3 separate regions of the Mus musculus genome follow, and all the other regions are linked to region 3. A link is a contact called in public Hi-C and promoter capture Hi-C data. All regions are on one chromosome and are shown on one strand. The core of a region is the stretch at or near the end of the contact, and the rest is flanking DNA. Distances in the headings are between cores, read along the strand shown.

Region 1 (3,477 bases), core at 246-2,745, 1.2 Mb after region 3:
TGTGGTGCTGGGGCTAGAATCCCAAGCTTCGTGCATTCTGGGCAAGTGCTCTGTCCCTGAGCTACACTGCACATTATTAGCAAAGATATAAACGTTAAAAATAAAAAAAAAAAAGATAAAAGGAAGAAAGAAGAGGAGAGGGGAGGAGAGGGGAGGAGAGGAGAGGAGAGGAGAGGAGAGGAGAGAAGAGAAGAGAAGAGAAGAGAAGAGAAGAGAAGAGAAGAGAAGAGAAGAGAAGAGAAGGAAATCTGACTGTCATGCTGGCGTGTGCCTATAATAGCAGAAGTCAGGAGACCAAAGAATCCTGAGTTTTGAGACCAGACTGAGCTTCAAAACAGAGGATACACAGTGAGACTTCGTCTCAAAACCAAGAATTCATTTAAAATTTAGAAAAGCACCCAAAACCCAAGGCCGATGCCCTATCAGAACCAACTGAATTAGAATGTTTCACATGGTGCTACTTGGACGTCAAGACTCCGGGAGATCCCAATATCCAGGCCCCGTTGCTGTGCCCTTCGGGCTTATTTGTACAATGCAAGACTCATAGCAGTTTGCTGCTAAACAACCAATGAGTGCCGGCGCTTCCCTTTTGCCTATTAGAGAGAGGCCCAGTGTGAAGCACACCCTTCAGACTTGCCCGCCTTCCTCATCTGAGTCTACGTTGCCTCCCAGAACGCCTACAGAAGACTGTCTTTTCTCTTTAACCCTATAAGGAGCTGAGTACTACTGTTCCGGAACACTTTTGCAAGAAGTTTATAAAGTTTGAATTGGTAACTTGAAAGTATGATGTCTACCCAGAACAAACAATCGCTCGCTCTGCTTCTGGGACTCTGGTCAATAAATAAGGAAATGATGTAAGAACAGTAGCTGTCTCTCTCAAGCGTCTTTGATCTCCAGCGCCAAGACGGAAACCCTGAAGTTTCACCAACTATTAATGCTGGGGAGGGATGGGTTCCGGCTGAGCAGAACAGCACCAGTGACCTAAAATGAAGCTGTATAATTAGAGCGTCCACGCATGAGTAATGGTTTTGTTTTCAAATTAAAGCACTGGGTTTGCCCTTGGGGAATTTGCAAAGCTCTCTCTTGTCAGCCTAGGCAGAGGAACCTCGGCACCAGCAAGCGCTGGAAAACTTTTTCCCAAAGTGTCTAGGTCTTGGTGGAAGTGGACTGGGTCGGTTAAACGGAGCACCGGTAGCTATCCGAAGTTCTTCCTTCCATCCGGTCCCCCCCCCCCCCCGAACTAAACAAGCTCTCTCTCCAGTTACCTCCCCCCCTCTCACCCCCTCCCACCCGCCGCGCGAGCGCCCCAATCAGCTCGGCGGTCCCAGCCTAGGGACTCCCGACCCGGGACCCTCGGCAGCACCTACCTGAGCGCTAGGAACCGCTCGCCCAGCAGCGCCAGCCCGATGCCCAGCAAACTCAGAGCCACCATCCGGCCCATGGTGCGGGACCGGCCCGCCGTCTGGCTCGGGCCTGACCGAGCAGCTCCGGACGCTGGGCCAGCTCCCCGCCCCGAGCGCGGAGCCGCGCCCGATCCCCGCCCCGAGCGCCGGCTCTGCAGCCCAGGCTCCGCCCGGCGCCTCGTCCTCGGAGCACATCCGCACATGCCCGCGTGGGAACCCAACTGAACTTGATTCCTTTCACAAACACCCCGCCAAGCCTCCGATCCTCGCGCAGCTGCACCTGCTCAGCTCCCTGAAAACTTTAGGGTGGCCTCTGCGGAGTTCCCTTAATTTAGTTAAGTTTGGGCTTGCTTTTTGCTGTTTTGGCCTGGTGTTTGAGGATACTTTCCCCCTCTGTTGTGTATAATTTTGGCTTTGAGAAGCTAGGAAACAAACTCAGGACTTTGTTCATATTAGGCTAGTACTGAGCCATATCTACAGTCATACACTAGTTTTGTTATTACACATACGTGTGTATAACATTTCTATATTTAAATATAAAATATATTTAGATAGTAATTATTAAACAACACAGAAAGTATATTATATATATATATGAAATCTATTAAAATTGTACTTTTAAATGTTCTTATTGTTTTGAACATAAGGTCTCATGTGGTCCAGGCTGGTAGGGAACTTCTGATCTGTCTACCTCCATATGCCAAGTTCTTGGGCCACTCAAGGCCCTGCCTAGAGTAATATGTTTTGCCTTAGTTCTTTATTTCATATGCATGGTTGTTTTGCTTGCATGTAAGTATATGCACCACATTCATGCCTGGTATCCACATAGGTCAGAAAAGGGTGCCCACTACACCAGGAAATACAGCCAGTGTTCTTAGTGCTGAGACATCTCTCTCGTTCAGACATTTTAAATATTCCTTTCCTTTTTTTTCTTCTTTTAGATGGGAAAAAAGTGGTTCTGGACAGGTCTTATATAAGAAGTTAGAGTTGGAATTACATCCTTTTATATTAAGATTTATAGCCAGGTGTGGTGACGCACACCTTTAATCCCTGCACTTGGGAGGCAGAGGCGGGTGGATTTCTGAGTTTGAGGCCAGCTTGGTCTACAGAGTGAGTTCCAGAACAGCCAGGGCTACACAAAGAAACCCTGTCTCGAAAAAAAAAAAACCAAAAAAAAAAAAAAAGATTTTAGACTAAAACACCACAAACTCGGGACTCACTGGAGTACTAATCAATTTTCTCTTCTTTCTCCCTTTTCATTTTAATACTTATTGATATACACTTATAAAAATATAAAGAGGGAGGGCACTCGTTGAGATTGCGACAGCTACTGGGTATAACTTGAAATCAGTTCCTAATTGTTCCCAGTGCTTAATTCCCACCTGCAATGTTTGCAGAAGCTACACAGTCAGTTCCCGGGGACCATCCTTTTCTGACAGTGTTTTGTTATTGCAGCTCGAGGTGACCTCAGATTTGAGGCTCTCTTGCCTTGCCCTCGTGAGGATTACCAGCAGATGCTGGCACATCAGGCCAGGTTTCTGTTTTGTAACCAACCATTAAGGAAAAGCAGATGCCGGTTTGTACCTGGCCCCTCACCAAAGGGAAAAGAAAGAGATCTTCCTGTTCCACACATCTGTGACCAGCCCTAAGGGACTCTGGGATGTATCCACTGTCTGATAGACAGCTGAACAATTGCTCTTTCAAAGTCCCAGAAGATGTACTTTTTATGCACTTTCCATCACAGATAACTTCGCAAAATACTGTTTGTCAGGGCACACAGTTAGGTGGGTAGGATTGCCAAAGGGATCAAGTGCACTGAAATGTGATTATCGAAGTGCTTTGAAAGTGAGTGTATGCCACAGAAATACAGTAATGACACAGCCCTTCTCATCTTGGCATGGGAGCCACCCTGTGCCCTTAATGGCATCTCTGAGTTAGGTGTGATCTTAGCACAGCAAATCAGAAAGCTCTAGAAACATTCTTTCAAAGGAAGATAAAGGGCCAGGGCTGGTGACTGACTGGAATCTCACCATGAAGCTAAAACAGAGACTGGAGAATATTGGGTTTAAAACTA
Region 2 (3,372 bases), core at 13-2,512, 1.2 Mb after region 3:
AATTGTGACAATAACATCACCCCTGTGTCTTGAGTGGGAAAATGATGAGTGACTCGTTTTCTAATTTACCCTTTGTGCCTTTCACATTTTCTACAGGCTCCTGGTATCACTTTGTGAGAGGATTCATGCCTGGCTGAGTGGGCCTGTGCTCAGGCACCAAACCTAACACTAAATGCATGCATAAGTAAACGAATCAATACCTCATAAGATAACGAGGCAATTTCTCACAAATAACAGTAGTGCATGAATAACTAAGGAGACCACTCCAAACGACACCTCATTTCAGCCACATTGAACCTTCTTTCTGTTTATCCTGTGGCCCAGTTTTAGCGAGTAAATTGATACTCATGTCTTGCACACTGTGGGACATTTTCGGAATCTACTTGCCCATGTTTGTGTCTAGAGCTAATCTCACAGCAGGTTTTGACCATCTCACATCACCACGTCAGTGATGATTTCTGCAGGGAAAAGCTTCCTCCCTTGTAGCAATATCAGTGGAGATAGCTGCTGATGTAATTCAATGTATGCAAACTATGAGCTATTTGTAAGCAATTTTCATAATCTCACATAATTTTAGAACACTGAGAAGCTGAATTATTTTCCCATACTTTATATATAAAAAAGGGGGGTCTTTGAAAGGTTAAGCAAATTGGAAATCAATCAATGAATCAATTAACCAATCAATCACTCTCCTGCTGGGAATTGGAGTCTTTTGGTCTGACCTAAAAGTTATCAGCCCATTATTTGGTGAACTTTCCATTAGAGAAATGTGGTTTCTCTCTAAAAACACCACACTTAAGCAACTAGGTAGCTCAGTGGGTAGAGCTTGTCGTACAGCCGAACTATCTGAGCCTGAGTCCTGGGATCTACAGGGTCCACTCTCCAGAGCTGTCCTCTTACTTCCACACAATGAGAAATCAACATGAATGAAGGACAGATAAATTTCACTTTGTAAATTCAGTCACGGGCAATTCCAAATTTGAGGTTTTTCTCCCAAATGTTTTTTGTTTACTAAAATCATTATCACTTCAAATATTGAACTCTATTTTTAAAACCTCCTTTAAAAACCTCTCTCTGGGAATTCTCACTTAGCACATCTGCTTTTAACCCTTCTTGCTTCAGCAATTGTCTGTCTCAGAGAAGGCCAGATGTTTCTTGGTTTCACACTTCTTTGTTTCTTGTTATTTCAGCAGCTGTCGACCGTCTGTGTGAGAGAAGCCCAGTGGTTTCATGGTTCCATACTTTCCTGGTTCCTTCTTAGCAACAGACACCTGGCAACACGGCTGCCACGGCTTACTGGCTTCTTGCTAGCACTGATGACCACATGTATAAGCCCAGGTCAATAGGACATTAGGATAAAAAATAAACACAGTTACTGGGCAAAATACAATTTAAAAAATCTATGTACATTCTTTTCTTACTCTATCCTGCAGTGAAATGGCAGCAAACAAGGTTGTAGTCTTGGACAAAAATGGAAGCAATATGTTGGAGACAGTTTTATTACTTCATTCAACCTTTGTCCCTGAATGACAACGAGAAAAGCAGTCACCTGATTGATCACCTGACCCTCTGCCAGACTGTCACATAATAGAAAGATCTAAAGAAACCTCTTCTTTAGCTCAGGTTAGTCTGAAATTCTCAAAATAGACCAAGGTGGCCTTGAACTTACGATAGCTTCTGCATCTGCATCTGCATCTGCATCTGCCTCTGCCTCCCAAGTTTCAGGATTACAGGCCTATACCACCCCACCCTGCTTCTTTCTGAAATTTTGATTCACTTCTCTAACCCATAACCCAGGAAAAAAACAAAAGATACTACACTGAAAAATAATTTACAGGTTATATGAAATCTTTGGGCCTTCGATTCTTATGTGCCATAAAAAGAAATAAAAAAGAATACAAATATGTTTCTCATGGTTTGGAACTTGCCAGTGTCTTTTTTACATGGGTAGATTGTATCGTAGATGGAGAAGCTCTAAATCCAAAACTAACTCAGGAAAGAGTAATAGAGTGAGGGGGAGGGGAGGGAGAGAGAGAGAGAGGAAAGGAGGGGGAAAAGGGAGAGGGAGGAGGGCAGCATTGGAGAAAAGCAACTGAGAAATTGAAAGCTTTGTCTTAGGCTATAACTCTAGAAAATTAAATTGTTTTGATTCTTAAGCTAAGTTTAACCTAACCAGTTCTTCGCATTTTGTTACATAGATACGGGTATTGTACTAAACTGTCAGTATGTAAAAGCTTGTCTATAATATAGACAAAGAAGAGTTTACAAATGCAGTAAGTTGTAAACTATCTTTCTTCTCCACAGAAGATGCATCTTGTATGCTATGGGGTAAATGCCTGCTACTCCTTAAGCCAGAAAGACATTATAATATGATATATGATAGATATACATCTAAAATTCTTAAAATGTTACCGAGTACATTTCCAATAATGATAGAGGTAGCAATGCAGTGTGTGTGTGTGTGTGTGTGTGTGTGTGTGTGTGTGAGAGAGAGAGAGAGAGAGAGAGAGAGAGAGAGAGAGAGAGAGTTGTGGGAAGGAAGACAGAGCACTAGCAGGAAGGAGTCTCTACTCTTGCAGAGCTTATTGTCAAGTGCACAACTACTAAAGTTTCCCCAAATAGTTCATCCTTACCTCTGTGCCTATCATAAAAAGGTGATTTCGTGTGCATGGGGATGTTGGTCCAGCACCCGTATTCCTTGTAGTCAAAGACCATTTGATAGGCAGATACTGTCAATATTTATATCCACAAGTTTTATTAACCATTACAGGTCATGAGCATGGCACTCAACAAACATTCATATGCTGTGTTCTAACCACAGGGCAAAAGCAAATGAGAATGAGAAAAAGCACAATTGTAATAGATCTAAAAATGTATCCCAAATGTGCTTCTGATCGCTCATCTTCTCCGCTCTGTTGGCTGCTGAAGAGCCTCAGAGGCATTAAACACTTCAGGAGAGGGGGCACAGGTGACAGACTTCCTCCTTCTCTCCAATTCCAGACAGCAGCTCACACACATCACCACATAAAGGTCAGAAACACAGACAGACGCCTGCTCAGAATACAAATGCTACGGGCCTTGTTTTCCTCAGAGGCACGCTCCGTCCCAGTGAGCTGTAACAGGAACATGTTTGGCAGTTTGTCCAGTAATGTGTCTGATTGTGCCCTATTGTCTTCTGTGAGACTGAAACTCACAGAAGGTGGTCTTCACGGAGCCCAGGGCTGTTGGATAATGTGACAATTATTAACTCAATAGCAAAAGTAACCGAAGAGTCCAGTGACCCAGCCTCCCACTCTTGCCTCACACCCTTCATAGATGTCTCTTGGTGCTGGCAAGACCAGTTCTGAGGTTCCTTTGCATTTTCCTGCCAGG
Region 3 (3,636 bases), core at 553-3,052:
TAACATCTTTCTGAGTAATTGTAACATACAATACAAGTCAGAGATAGAAACCTACTGTCAAATCCCTGACCTGCACGTATTAAAAACAGTACAGCACAAACAAAATTCCAATAGGCCAGTGGCCTACTGATGAATGTAAAGTCCTTGAATAGTCAGATCGTTCGGGTGCCTCAGGGTCCTAGCTTCACTCAGAGTGACTTCATCACCACAACCTCTTGTATACATCATTCATAACTACCCTGAATCTTGTTTGGCCATCTTCTCATCTGGGACTTACTTCTCCCAACCCTCACAGTCACCAGCATCCTTCAGGTTCTCCGGCTCCAGGAAGCCCACCGTGAGCCATGGATTATTAAGCCCCCACTGCATTTACTATCCGATGAACTTAACCTGTACTGGGATGAAGTTACCACCTTGGATCGTACTTTGTCATCTGCTTCCGCAGCAATTTATCTTCTGCTCCACAGTAACCCTGAAAGCTTTGGGAAGCACATGGTGCGTCACAATAAATGTCTGCTGTTATTAGTGTTGGAAAAATGTAGGCATATATGACTAATCATGTTTGAAAATAGTTCTTTAGGTTATTTGAGATGAACTAATTTCTTTCAATGACTGAAAGGATTCATAAAACTAAATTTACAACTTCTTCACATGCAACTACTTATTGACAACCCTGTCAATCTATATTACTGACACCATTCAAGGCCCTTATTTTTCAGTGGTTTTAAAGTCCACACATTCTATTCCTATAACCAACCTTATTGAAACTACTACCATGTCTCTGCACTGTCATGAATATTGTGTTCCTTCTTACATAATCAAAACCCATAACAAGCCGTGAATTATGAGTTGCAAAAGAGGCTTTAGTTTTCATACCTAACTTTAAGTGTTTGTCCATTCACTGGCTTTAACACCTCAAATTTTTAAAAACTATTTTTTTTTTTACTATTCCAATGTCTGCCAGAACAGCAACATCCTTTTTAATATTTCACACATTTTTTTCAAGCATTCTGCCCTTCCTTCTTTAAGACATGGCTAATAGAGAAAGAACTTCAGTTATTACTAAGCTATTCCTTCCCCTGACCCATTTAAGTCATCAAAACCAACATCTACTGCCTTAGCAGTGGGACAAGGTCTAGGTCAGAAGTGTTCCAAGTAACTCGCCTTTGACCCAGACCTTTCATAACAGGCACTTTAACAATAAGGACACGTAAATTCACCTTTGTAACTCACGGTTATCAAACTAACGCATCATTATTAGTGGGCTTAAAGCTTACTACTCCCCAAATGTCATTTCTTAAAAAAAAAAAAAAAAAGTTAAGATCCAGAATGAGTAAAGCAAAGGAAACAGCAAGGCTTGGGAAATTGGGTTACTCCCCAAACTAGCACATAGAAAAAGAAAAACTTATGCTAACCAATTCACCGCTCTGTGCAACCTAGCATATAGGTTTAAACTTTTGTCTAAATACAACTTCAGGAAACCGTTCGGAACTAGGACACAGGAAGAGAACCTTCTCCAAAGAACCCAAATAACTCGCTTTTGAACACCAAAGTCATTGACAGAGGGCCGGTAGTCTCCTCCCACAACCCTGCTCCCGACTCAGCAGGTCCTAGGGTCCCCAAACTTCGAACCTCAGCACTGTTCTTACCCAGGCCTGCACGCCTCATCCTGCCAGGAGAGGGAAAGGCGGGCAAGGAGGAGTGAGTAGGAAAGGGCCAGGGTCACCCGACCTCGGCTTCAGTCCCAGGGCTCCTAAGAGCAACAACTTTTTGCCTCAGAGCGCCACGACATCAGTAAAGTCTAAACACCGCGCCGGTTTATGTCGTCACTCGGACACATATAGGCGTCCTGAAATGCGATTACTAGTTGCATTCTGGGAAATGTAGTTTTCCGTCTTCTGGGGCACTGGGTAAGAGGGGCGTGGTAGGAACAATGCCTGGAATGGGCGGGGCTTCCGGAAGGGCAGCGACAGCTGCTGGGGCTCTAGTCCTGTTATTCTGGGTCATTACTTAATCCAGAACTTTTAGTATGGCACTTTTTGATGTTAGTGCCAACTTTAACCTGGGAGAGTTACCCCTCCCTAGCCGGGATGATGGTTGACTCTTTCATGATTTTCCCTTGCACTCCCGCTCACCCAAAGTCAGAGGTGAGAAAGTCAGTGCAAACTTTGTTCAAACAGAGTCTCATCTTACTGTCTGAGCCTCTTAGCAGGAAAGGAAAATCAATCCTCTTCCTTCCTGATCCTGCCCAGTGGAATAGTTAAAAAAAAATATATATATATATACACATATATATATATATATATATATGTGTGTGTGTGTGTGTGTGTGTGTGTGTGTGTGTGTGTGTGTATGTATGTATGTATGTATGTATCCTTGCAGTAGAACTTCCGGGTAGGGAAGTGGGGAGTCTCAGCTTCCTAACGCATTTGATCTAAGTCTGGAAAGAACTGTGATATTTAGCTTTTAAACACTCCACCCTACTTAGAGCTTTTAAAACGTACACACAAATACCTCATACTTGTTTCCATGGAGCATGTAGCCATCCTCTGCTACATATGCAGCAAGTACCCTTAGCTGCTGAACCACCTCACTACACACATTATACTTCATAATAGAAACACATTGCACTAACACTCTGCCCTCAGCTTACTGTGGTTTGATGGCTGAAAGAAAGAGTCTAAGTTCCGCCTTCTTTGCTTCTATTGCTATGTGATAATTTTCAATTCAACTAATACAGAATGTGAGATGAGTATGGGGATATAACAAAGATCCTTGATGATTTTATCACAAGTTCTTATTCAAGTACAACATGTGACTATGGGAACTATAAGTGTTCATACTCGAGCATAAACATGCCATCTTCACCTTGTAGCTTTTAATATCTTGCAAAATTTGATGAGTCAGAGGGCTATCAGAATCCAGAGCATATTAATGAAGAACAATAAAAACACTTATTACAAATATATCATTTGCACATGAGCATGTTATATTATGCCATTAGACTTCATTTGCATGATACAAGATCAAAGACAAAAATTATTAAGAGTTTCAGAACAATGAGGCACACCAAACAAGTGTGGGGGTTTGAGCAAGGGCACAGGGTCACTACATTGGCTGCATAACCATAAACTTGCATTTGTCTTAGGAAACATTTTTTGATTATTCAAGGTCATAATTCATAGAAGAAGAGGAAAGAAATGGGAATATATGAATGAGATTGATGTGACAGAAAGATATAGGTAGATAGGGATAAGGAGGTTGGTATAGATTTATACACAGAGAGACAGAGATAGGTAGAGAGGGATAAAGTGGGTTGATGTACATATATATGCATCAAGGCTGAGTAAAGTGGACCATTTCAAATAACAGTGATGTTGAGAGGAGAGGAAGTTGGGTAGTTTGTAGCTATGATATCTCAAGGGAAAGGAAAGAAAGGACAGAATTTTATGAGGCACATTCCTTCCAAACTACCAACAAAGCAGGTTTGTATATAGAATAAGTGGCTTCTATAGTTAATGATACATATATGAATGAAATTCTTGTGATAAAATAAGTCCAGGTAGTAAAACATGGCCTTCAAGATATGCATGACCTTAGGAGACCCAAGGGATGTGTGGGATGTTGGAGGGTAGC

Evidence for each region. Promoter capture Hi-C pulls out the DNA fragments that hold promoters and counts their contacts. Hi-C and Micro-C count contacts between places; a contact is called where the count stands out from the background.
Region 1: a contact with region 3 is called in a Hi-C map of cardiomyocytes, with 2.8 times the contacts expected there. The contact joins the promoter of Pon2 here to the promoter of Bet1 in region 3. A contact is called at or near these places in 5 of 39 promoter capture datasets (the 3T3-L1 cell line, the C10 cell line, hippocampal neurons and 2 more), 4 of 484 Hi-C or Micro-C datasets (B cells, CD4 T cells, cardiomyocytes and 1 more), 4 of 115 datasets of contacts at active chromatin or transcription factors (T-cell acute lymphoblastic leukemia, astrocytes, large pre-B cells and 1 more) and 2 of 9 other capture datasets (adipose tissue and liver).
Region 2: a contact with region 3 is called in a promoter capture Hi-C map of pre-B cells, with 4 times the contacts expected there. The contact joins the enhancer-like site here to the promoter of Bet1 in region 3. A contact is called at or near these places in 5 of 39 promoter capture datasets (the 3T3-L1 cell line, the C10 cell line, hippocampal neurons and 2 more) and 1 of 115 datasets of contacts at active chromatin or transcription factors (large pre-B cells).

Annotation. Positions count from the first base shown.
Region 1 is chr6:5,296,845-5,300,321 of GRCm38.p6, forward strand. It overlaps Pon2 (paraoxonase 2), which reads right to left and starts at 1,496. Exons shown (of 9, transcript NM_183308.3): 1 at 1,368-1,496. The coding sequence starts at 1,441. It overlaps Gm52887 (a long non-coding RNA gene), which reads left to right and starts at 3,443. Exons shown (of 4, transcript XR_003956397.1): 1 at 3,443-3,477.
Region 2 is chr6:5,279,564-5,282,935 of GRCm38.p6, forward strand. The region is part of intron 2 of Pon2 (paraoxonase 2); the gene reads right to left. Among named protein-coding and RNA genes, the nearest start is that of Pon2, 17 kb to the right of the region's middle. Within about 2 kb of position 1,263, at least 26 of the 459 cell types and tissues checked have an H3K27ac peak or open chromatin away from gene starts, as enhancers often do. A contact at or near this core is called in pre-B cells, where this site is marked.
Region 3 is chr6:4,085,128-4,088,763 of GRCm38.p6, forward strand. Bet1 (Bet1 golgi vesicular membrane trafficking protein) reads right to left here and starts at 1,803. Exons shown (of 4, transcript NM_009748.3): 1 at 1,650-1,803. The coding sequence starts at 1,668.